Regions from separate parts of the Sus scrofa genome. Here region 2 is linked to region 1. The links are chromatin contacts, called in public Hi-C maps. All regions are on one chromosome and are shown on one strand. The core of a region is the stretch at or near the end of the contact, and the rest is flanking DNA. Distances in the headings are between cores, read along the strand shown.

Region 1 (5,085 bases), core at 989-3,488:
AAGTCTTATATGCAATGAACTTTCTAGGAATGCAATTACAGTTCCGTGTAAATTCAGGGAAGATTGACTTTGCAACCAAGGGTTTGTTCAACATTTCGTTAAGTCACTTCATTGATGGCAACATGCTGGAGGTAGTTGAGTCACCGACTCAGCACCTGTATCAGCCTGCATTTGTAGCAGTTCCAACCCTGTGATTCTGTGGATAAGTGCAAGCATCTGCCTACTTCGTTATGACTCCAACACTCACACATTAAACACTCTTTTACTACAAATTACTTTTTTTTAATGTTACAGAGAAGCATGTTGACTTTTTTTTTTTTTAAGTTATGTATGTAGGTAGGTTATATCCTGGGAATTTCAGTTCAGCACAGTAAAGGAGTCATTACAAGATGCTTGAAGGTGGAGGCGTTCTCTTGTGGGGCAGCAGGTTAAGATCTGGTGTTGTCACTGCAGTGGCTTCGGGGCTTGGGTTGCTGCTGTGGCTTGGGTTCCATCCCTGGCCCAGGAACTTCCACGTGACCCGGGCAAGGCCAAAGAAAATAAATGTTTGAATCAGTTCTAATCAGCCTCATGGTATTTGGCTTTTTTCCCCACCAGAAGCTTTTCCCTGCCTCGTTCCCCAGAAGGAGCCCTCTCTCTCCTCTGGTAGCCCAGACTCACTCCCATGAACAATATACACACGCGCGTGCACGCCGTGACACACACACACTACACACAGACACAGGCACACACCTTCCACCACCAGACAATAGCCAGGAGCCTCCGGAACCGTCAAAAGGCCTGCACTTCCCCGACTGTCTTGAGAGCTTCCAGTTCTCCCTTAGTCAAGAAATATTGATTGCTAGGCCCTGCTGGAGTAGAGAAGATAATGCTGGCTCCTGCCCACTTGGAGGCTCTTTTTGCTCATTGCTTTCTTTCTTTCTTCTCCTCCCCTCCTACTTTAATTTCTCTCCTTGATGCTCCTCTTCTCGTCTTTTGCTTCCAATCCTCTCTCCTCGTTCCCTCCCCCAAGCAGGCGAGTAGCAGAGCTCTCTGGTCACCAGCTGTCTCTTCCCCATCCAACTCCTGTCGCGCTGAGGTGGCTCCGGGCCTTCACCCCCTCCCCTGTCTGACCCTGGCTTCTCCTTTCTCTCCCACCTCATCTCCTTCTCATCCGGCCTTCGGCCTCAGTCTCTCATCTCACCCCGAACCAGGCTCCTTCCTCTTTGTGCAGCCGTCTTTCTCCACCTGCATCCCAGATTCCCCGTCTCAGCGTCAGCTCCTTGGCCTTTGGCTCGGGCTCCCTCGCCCCCACCCCAGCTTCCAGTCGTCTAGCCCGCGGGTCCCCGCGCGTGTGCTCGTGCACGGGTGTCCCTCTCTCAGGCCTCGGAGCCCCGCTCCTCCGCCGCCCGCCCCCCGGCGCTGTGGGCGGTCCAGGGCGGGGCTGCGATCCGGGGCGGCTCCCGGGGCTCGGGTTGTGGGAGGTGCCCTCTCCCCGGTCTCCCCCTCGCTTCCCCCCGCCCCGTCTCCTCCTGCACCCTCCTTCTTCCCTCCGCCCGGGAGCTCTTCCCGGTCCCCGGCGCCGCCTCCTTCCCTCCCGGCTCCCCGCTCCCGCGGCCGCCGCCGCCCCGGGGAAGGAGAGACGGGGGTGGGGTTTGGGGGAGGCGAGAGAGGAGGGGGAGACCCTGGCCGGGCAGGAGCCCGGATTCGCGGGGAGGAGGGCCGGGAGGAGGGGAAAGGTGGAGGAGAGAGGAGGGGGGGAGCGGGGAGGAGCGGCCGGGCCTGGGGCCTTGAGGCCCGGGAGAGCCGGGGAGCTGGGCCGGCGCGCCGAGGTAAGAGCCAGGGCCGGGGGGCTCGGGGCCGGAGAGGGGCGCGCGGGAGGGCCGAGCCGAGAGCCGGAGGCCGGGGGAGCGGCGGGGAAGGAACCGGGAGCGGCGAGGCGGCCGAGCCCGGGAGCGTGGGGAAGCCGGGCTCGGGCGAGCCGCGGGGGCCGGGGGAGAGGAGGTGGTGAGAGGTGGAGTCCCGGGAGGGTGGGGGGGCCGAGGGAGGCAGGAGGAGGGTGGGGACAGGCTCTCTCTCCTCCTCTCCCCCACCCGCGCCGGGCTCCGCCCCCGCCTCCTCCGCGGGGCGCTCTCCAGTCCCCCGGCTGAGCCGGGTCGGAGCCCGGGAGGCGGCCCGGAGGGAGGCCGGGCCGCCTCCCGGGTCCGGACCGGCACTGGCGGGGCTCGGTCCCGTCCTCACGGCCGCCTCTCACTCAGATGCTGCTGCTGCTGCTGGCGCCGCTCTTCCTCCGCCCCCCGGGCGCGGGCGGGGCGCAGACCCCCAACGCCACCTCAGAAGGTGCACCCTTCTCCAGCGACCTCGGGCACCCCACCACCCCACTCCCCCTTTCCTTGCATCCGCTCTGCTATCCGGTCGGCCCTACATGGCATCCCGGCCTGGCCAGCCCGTCTGCTCGGCCCCACTTTACTACTCCTGACCTCCTTTCCATCACCCCCCCGTCATTACCCAGCACGCCTTTTCTCTGCCCCCCCATTACTCTACCAGGCCACCTCTCTGTGACACCACGTTATTTCCTCAACCCCATCCCTCTTCCCTGGCCCCACATTGCTACCTCAGTTCCGCCTTTTCCCTCCTTCCACATTGCTGCCCAGGTGGCATTAGAAGACCCCCTCTCCTTTCCTCCTTATTCTGCTGAGATTCTCCTTTAGCCTGTCTTACAAGTTCACTCGCATAGTCTATCTGTTCACGATTTCTTAATTACTTTTCTCCATTATCCCAACCAGCACCCTTCTATTCCCACTTGTGGGCGCTCTGATGAGCCTTAGCCCTGGCTCATTTTGCTTTGTCCTTTAGCCCAGGGTTCCAGTACCCACCCCCACTCCCACCCTCCAACACCCCATCCCATCCCCTCTGTCCTCCACCTGCCCACTGACCTCGCCCTGCGCCCCCCGCTGCCTCCGGCTGCTGACTCCGCCTTTTCCTTTCCCCCACCTTCCCTCTCTCTCCGCCTTCCCCTGGACGCAGGTTGCCAGATCATACACCCGCCCTGGGAAGGGGGCATCAGGTACAGGGGCCTGACTCGGGACCAGGTGAAGGCGATCAACTTCCTGCCCGTGGACTATGAGATTGAGTATGTGTGCCGGGGGGAGCGCGAGGTGGTGGGGCCCAAGGTCCGCAAGTGCCTGGCCAACGGCTCCTGGACAGATATGGACACACCCAGCCGCTGTGGTGAGTAGCCTCGCAAAGCCCCTCCCCTCTTCAAGCCAGTTCTTCTTCCTGCCTCAAACTTAGCTTTATTGCCTGCAAGTCAGCACTTTAAATCCAGTGTAGTGAAATTTACCAGTATATGTGCTGAAAGACCACTATGTACAGGGACTTTGCTGTGTGCCGTTGAAGGCTGTAAAGTTAGCAGCCTGCACACTTCATTTCATCCTCCCTTCAGTAGGCCACTATTTGAGAAAATAACTTGGCTATTCATCTTGTGAATTGATCTCTTTGAGGATTATTAGTGACAGATTATGCAGAAACATCCTAAAATGATTTCATCACATTTTTTAATATCTGTCTCCAACGCAGAGACCCTATGCCGCCAATAACACCCAGTTTTTAACATGACTATAAGCCAACTATAATAAGGCAAATCTGATTGTGCATCTAAAGTTACATACATCCACACATCTCAAAGCCAGAGAACCACCCACTGTACCTGACTTTGAAGAGATCCCATTTTATGTGCTTATAGCTCCATCTTGGGTTCCTATGATGGAAATGCTAGCTTGCTTTCCTTTTTTTTTTTTTTTTTTTTGATTGTGTGGTGGATGCTTACAGGGTTTTGAGAAGAGAGGAAGCTAGAGAAGTGAATCCTTTTTACACTTGATTTCCTGTGGACCCAAACCCAAATCTGAATCCCCTCTTTGCTCTCTAAGGGGAAGGAATCTTCTCCAACTAGCCTCTCTCTTTATTTTCCTGTCTCCACAGTCCGAATCTGCTCCAAGTCTTACTTGACCCTGGAAAATGGGAAGGTTTTCCTGACGGGTGGGGACCTCCCAGCTCTGGACGGAGCCCGGGTGGATTTCCGGTGTGACCCCGACTTCCATCTGGTGGGCAGCTCCCGGACCATCTGTAGTCAGGGCCAGTGGAGCACCCCCAAGCCCCACTGCCAGGGTGAGGGGAACAGCTGCGTGCATGCAGCTGATGAGGATGCTTGTCAGAGGATGGGAGTGGGGTGGGAATGGCTGGTGGGGAAAAGCAGGGTGCTGTACAAAGTGGGGGACTTTGGGGAGGCAAAGGCCCAAAAAAGGCCCAACCTTTTCCTCCATTCTCCCTGCCTCAAACTTCCTCCTGCAGTCCCCCGTTACCACTTTACCTCTGTTGGGGGCTTCTTTACTTTTCTCTTTTTAATATCTTCCCCCACATTTTCTCCTTTCCTTTATGAACCTCACTGTCCACCACCCTTCTTAAGGTTTTACATACTCAAGTTTTCTCAGCCTCAGTTCCTTTCTCAACACTTAGAACTTTCTATGCATCACCTTCTGGAATCGATCCCTCTGCATTCATTGTATACCTGACTTATGGTAAAGACTAAGAAAGAAATTGTATGTCATACTACAGAAATCAATAAGGTTGAAAAGAATATCTGGGGTGGGAAATTATCAGGGTAAAAATTAAAAAGGTTTGACAGTGGGGGCAGCATTGTCAGAACATTAAGGACAAGCCAGGGATAGGATGGGAAGAGGACAGTCCTTTTCTATACCTCCCAGGCAGCCTCCGTCATCCCCAAGGAAATCCACCTTATATCCACCACCCCCTCTTTTGCCACCTAGTTCTGCAAACTTCCCCCCTTTCTGGGCACCTAGAGTCTCCCTCTGCTGCCTTCTTTCCTGGGATACAGGCATACCTCATGCTTCTCCTACCTTTGTAGACTCTTTCGCGAGGCCCTGGCTTTCCTCACCTAACTTAATTATTCTGCTTGTAGTTTACCATTCTATTCTGGAAAGTGGGAGTCCCATTCAGGGGTGCATTTATTATGAAACTAATGAATTTTAAGCTCCAGTGTTCCTTGCTTACTACAGGCTTCTTGTACTCGAATAATGTAGAGGGTCC
Region 2 (5,076 bases), core at 1,261-3,760, 50 kb before region 1:
AACAGCATAAAGAGAAAAGAGATGGAAAATATGGGAGACAGGGTGAGAGAAATGGAGGATAGAAGATAAGGCCTAATAAAGAGCTAATCAGTTAGAACTCTAAGAATATGAGAACTGAGCATATGAGGGAAATATTCAGTGTGATAACAGCTGATAATTTTCCAAGGTTGATGGGGGAAAAAAGGTCAACCCTCACTGTTGGAAGGCCCAACACATCCCAAACAGGATAAATAAAAGAAAGCCACATCTTGATAGATTGTAGTGAAATTGAAGGACACCAAAGACAAAGAGGAATTCTTAAAACTATGTTTTAAAGAACCCATGTTCTGGGAGTTCTCGTCGTGGTGCAGTGGTTAACGAATCCGACTAGAAACCATGAGGTTGTGGGTTCGATCCCTGGCTGCTCGGTGGGTTAAGGATCTGGCATTGCTGTGAGCTGTGGTGTAGGTTGCAGTCTTGGCTCGGATCCCACATTGCTGTGGCTGTGGCGTCGGCCAGCGGCTGCAGCTCTGATTAGACCCTAGCCTGAGAACCTCCATATGCCTCGGGAAGCGGCCCTAGAAAAGGCAAAAAGACAAAAAAAAATAAAGAAATAAAAATAAAGAACCCATGTTTTTTAAATCATCCATGACTGACTCTCACCAAAGTAAAACTACCTTGAGGGCAGTGGAGGAGTCCAACATAACACACTGATCACAAACCAATACTCATTTCCTTTTAACTATTGTAAAAGGTTTAATTCACTGGGTATAAAAAGATAGGAAAAGAGTAATTATTTAAAATTTAAAAAGACCACAGAACTTCCCATCGTGGCACAGCAGCACAAGCAAATCCGACTAGGAACCATGTGGTTCAATCCCTGGCCTCACTCAGTGGGTTAAGGCTCTGGCATTGTTGTGAGCTGCGGTGTAAGTTGTGGACGCAGCTGGGATCCGGTGTTGCTGTGATCTGGCGTTGCTGTTGCTGTGGTGAGGCCAGAGGCTACAGCTCGGATGTGACCCCTAGCCTGGGAATCTCCATATGCCACGGGGTGCAGCCCTAAGAAGGAAGGAAGGAAGGAAGGAGGGAGGGAAGGAAGGAAGGAAAGAAGGAAGGAAGGAAGAAAGAAAGAAAGAGAGAGAGAGAGAGAAAGAAAGAAAGAAAGGAAGGAAGAAAGAAAGAAAGGATGGAAGGAAGGAAGAAAACGATCACAAACCTATTACTTGAACTGTACAGAAATGAAGGATGCGACCAGTCCAAAAAGTACAAAAATTAAACCACTGGATTTAAATTAAATCACGGGATTTTGGCAGCAAAGAGACCCAGAAGGGGCAGAATGGAGGGAAAGGATACGCACTTGCAGTTGGTACAGGTGTAGAAGACAGTCTGCCCTTCATCGGCTGAGCGCATCTGTCTGGTGTGGTATGCCATTCCCTCATGACCACAACGAGGACAGCGCCTGTCAACCTGGGAAGCAACTGGTAGGTTAATAATTCCCACTACTTCTCACAGACATCAAGCTACCACACTCCTCAGATACTGCTGGTTTTTGTTTTGCTGCACCTGCAGTACGTGTAAGTTTCCAGGCCGAGGATCGAACCCGTGCCACAGAAGCGACCTAAACCGCTGTAGTGACAATGCCGGCCAGATCCTTAACACCCGGCTGCACCACAAGAAAACTCTCCCCAGTCACTACTGTTTTAAAGACTCTTCTTCCCTGTTGTGTACAAAACTCTCCAGATCTGAGCCCTCCGTTTCGTTCCCACCCTCTTTACAGGGCCAGTCCTCGACGTGATTCACTTACCACGGGTCCCTGGAACTCAGGTCCTTCCTCCATCGACATAGGCATGGCTGTCCCCACTTTCTGGAACACAACTGAGGTCTTCACAACCTTCCCCTCAAAGTCTGCGCGGGCAGTAAGAATTGGTTGTGGAGACAGCGGAGGGGGCTGACACCACACTAATCCCTCTCTGTTAGGCCAGGAAGCTATATTCTACCCATCAGGTTTCGTGCCGACCAAAAGTATAAGTGCCTGATCCTGCGCTTTCGGGTCCCCGTCTTTAATCCAATCGATCTTGAGATCCCCATGGGCCCTCCTCCGCCCCAGCCGCGGCGTAGCAGCACCTCACCCCGCACGTTGATGGAGAAGCCACAGCGAGTACAAATGACCGCATCCTGAGTCCCGGGCAGAGGCAGGACCGAGCCGCAATCCGGACAGAAATCCAAGTCCGACTGAAAGCTAGAGGATGTGCGGGCGAGGTCCATGACAGACGGGTGGTCGAGGGCTGGGAAGGGGATGAGGAGTTTATTAAGAGAGTAGCCCCTTCCCCAGAGAGGTCATGCCTATTCTGTCCCTGGACGTAAGCATGCAGAACCCGAGATTTCTTCCTACGCATACCTTGTGCCTCTGTGACTAAGGAGCCCAAACTTCCGGAATCCCTATCCCGCGTCGGGTACAACTACGCTGGGGGTCTTTCCTGGGGCAGGCGAGAGGAGCAAGTCAACTTCACGGGCTAGAGCGCCGGCTCCGCGCGGGCAACCGAGCAGCGAGCGCGTGGCGGGCTAGAGAGTCCACGCGTCCCGGCTCTCGATTGGCTGTGACGTCATAATTAATTGCAACTGTGATCCCGAGAGCCTGGAGAGGGAGAGGAGCGGTTCTGAAGGAAGATTGTGGCGCCCCCTTCAGCCTGGTTCTGTTACGTTGGATACGAAAATAGGTGACGAAGCTGCGCCTGCCTCAGGTTATTTTTTCCCTTCAGGACTCAGTCCTGGGATGTTTATTTTATTGGTCTCGAATTTTACCAGGACCCAGTCGCGGGGAGCGTTTCTCCTGAGAAGTCGGACCAACCTTATAGAGTACTAATTTATTTATTTGGACTGGAGAACTGCAAACTCCAGCGGTTCCTGAATCTGCACTTCACTGTGGCGGTTGGACAGTGGTAGAAAACAAAGCGAAATATTCTGGGAGTAATTCTAGCATTCTTTGGGCCTTGCGACCCAAGCAAGGGCTCTCTGCAGGACCCGGTATGGCTCATGTGCTTTGGTGGCTGTTGCCTTGTCTATAGTGTAGATCACAGTTGCAGCTTTGATTCAGACCCTAGCTTGGGAACTTCCATATACCACAGGTGCAGCCTTAAAAAGAAAAAAGAGAGAGATCATGGTATTTGTAGATTAAAAATCATAGTTCCCACTCTTTATATGTTTAAATTTCAGCATCAAAATGTTTTTTGTATTTTGAGTTCATGTTGTGGCACAGCAGAAACAAATCCGACTAGAAACGATGAGGTTGTGGGTTCGATCTCTGGCCTCGCTCAGTGGGTTAACGATCTGGCTTTGCTGTTGCTTGAGCTATGTTTCGTTTTGTTCTTTTGTTTTTCCTTTTGTTTGTTTGTTTGTTTGTTTGTTTTGTTTTGTTTTTTGTTTTTGCTTTTTTTTGCTTTTTAGGGCTGCACTTACAGGATATGAAGGTTCCCAGGCTAGGGGTTGAATCAGAGCTACAGCTGCCCACCTATGGCACAGCCACAGCAACATAGGATCTGAGCCATGTCTGTGACCTACACCACAGCTCAGGGCAAGGCCAGATCCTTAACCCACTAATCGAGGCCAGGGATCAAACCCGCAACCTCATGGTTCTTAGTTGGATTTGTTTCTGCTGCACCACAACAGGAACTCCCATGACTGATTTTCAAATAAATTGTAGAAGTTATATTTTTTACTTCTATTTTTTACTTTGTATTCATCGGAAGGCAAAAATCACTGATACAGGAGTTCCACTCTATGGCAAAATGGGATGGGCAGCGTCTTGGGAACACTGGGACAAATGTTCAATCCCTGGCCTGGCACCATGGATTAAGGACCCAGCTTTGCCTCAGCTGGGGCTTAGGTTGCAACTGTGGCTCAGATCTGTTCTCGGCCCAGGAACTCCATATGCTGCGGGGTGCCAAAAAACAAAAACCCAAAACCTCACTGATACATAGAGTAGACTGGGCAGACTTAATAGTCTGGAGCTTGACCTATGGAGGATAGACAACTGCCATTTATTGAGACCTTACTGTATTTTAAGCATTGTGCCAGGCTCTTTAATCTAATTGTCACTTATTCTTTATAACCCCAAGAGGTACATTTTTTCAACGAGGAAACTGTTTAGAGAGAGATTGTTACTTGCCCTGAATCACACACCTGGGAATTAAAATTCAAGCATAGGCCTGTCAGGCTCCAAAGCCCATGCTCTAAACCATAACTTGTATAAATAAAGGCGTAGAGATGAAATGCCAGGCATCCTCAGTGGCTTAGCTACGACCTCACAGTAGACCAGAGATGACACACAAAACCTGATAGTCCTCACTTGTGTTGCCATCAGCCTGTCCTATAAATAAACCCAGAGTAACCACAAATTTTCATCCCAAGGAGGTCAACAGGGAATGGCCTCATAATGGATTTAGGGTAAAGGATGATTGGCAGAGTAAAGCAGACAAGCAGACTGGTGGTTGATCAAATAAGAACAGAATTTCACCATCAAATAGCAGAATATCAGAACGAAAGATTATAGGGTAGAGATGCTGTATGTTGTGATAGAGGCAGAGAGGGCCCGGCTCCAGAAACTGCACAAAGAGAATGAACTGATAATACCAAAGCCTAGAATTATCTCAGAAGACAACAGAAGCTATGGGACTGAGCAATATGTCAGAGATGGGCTTGGGCATTGCTTCACCAAGAAGCCTGTCTCTTCCTTCTCCCAATCCCTGGTGCAAGATTCAGAATGGTTCGCCTTGAATCCACAGGAGAAGTATGCTGTTAGTTTATATGAAAGGATTACAGTTGGCCCTCTGTATATGAGGATTCCCCATCCACAGATTCAACCAACTGTGGGTGGAAGATTAAAAAAAAAAAAATCTAAGAAGATTAAAAAAAAAAATTCAAAACTTGAATTTGCCCTGCACTGGCAACTATTTGCATAGTATTTATGTTGTACTTACTACTTACATTGTATTTGCAACTATTTACAAAATTTTTCCATTGTAGTAGGTATTACAAGTAAAGGAGAGATAATTTAAGGTATACAAGAGGATGTGCTCAGGGTATCTGAAAATACTATGT

What was found. Hi-C and Micro-C count contacts between places; a contact is called where the count stands out from the background.
Region 2: a Hi-C map of embryonic fibroblasts shows a contact between it and region 1, with 3 times the contacts expected there. The contact joins the promoter of ZNRD1 here to the promoter of GABBR1 in region 1. A contact is called at or near these places in 5 of 47 Hi-C or Micro-C datasets (brain, embryonic fibroblasts, epiblast stem cells and 2 more) and 2 of 2 datasets of contacts at active chromatin or transcription factors (alveolar macrophages and skeletal muscle).

The regions. Positions count from the first base shown.
Region 1 is chr7:22,574,266-22,579,350 of Sscrofa11.1, reverse strand. GABBR1 (gamma-aminobutyric acid type B receptor subunit 1) reads left to right here and starts at 2,238. Exons shown (of 14, transcript NM_001123114.1): 1 at 2,238-2,319; 2 at 3,007-3,210; 3 at 3,961-4,146. The coding sequence starts at 2,238.
Region 2 is chr7:22,624,305-22,629,380 of Sscrofa11.1, reverse strand. It overlaps ZNRD1 (zinc ribbon domain containing 1), which reads right to left and starts at 2,510. Exons shown (of 5, transcript NM_001168701.1): 1 at 2,378-2,510; 2 at 2,109-2,264; 3 at 1,784-1,884; 4 at 1,337-1,446. The coding sequence starts at 2,244.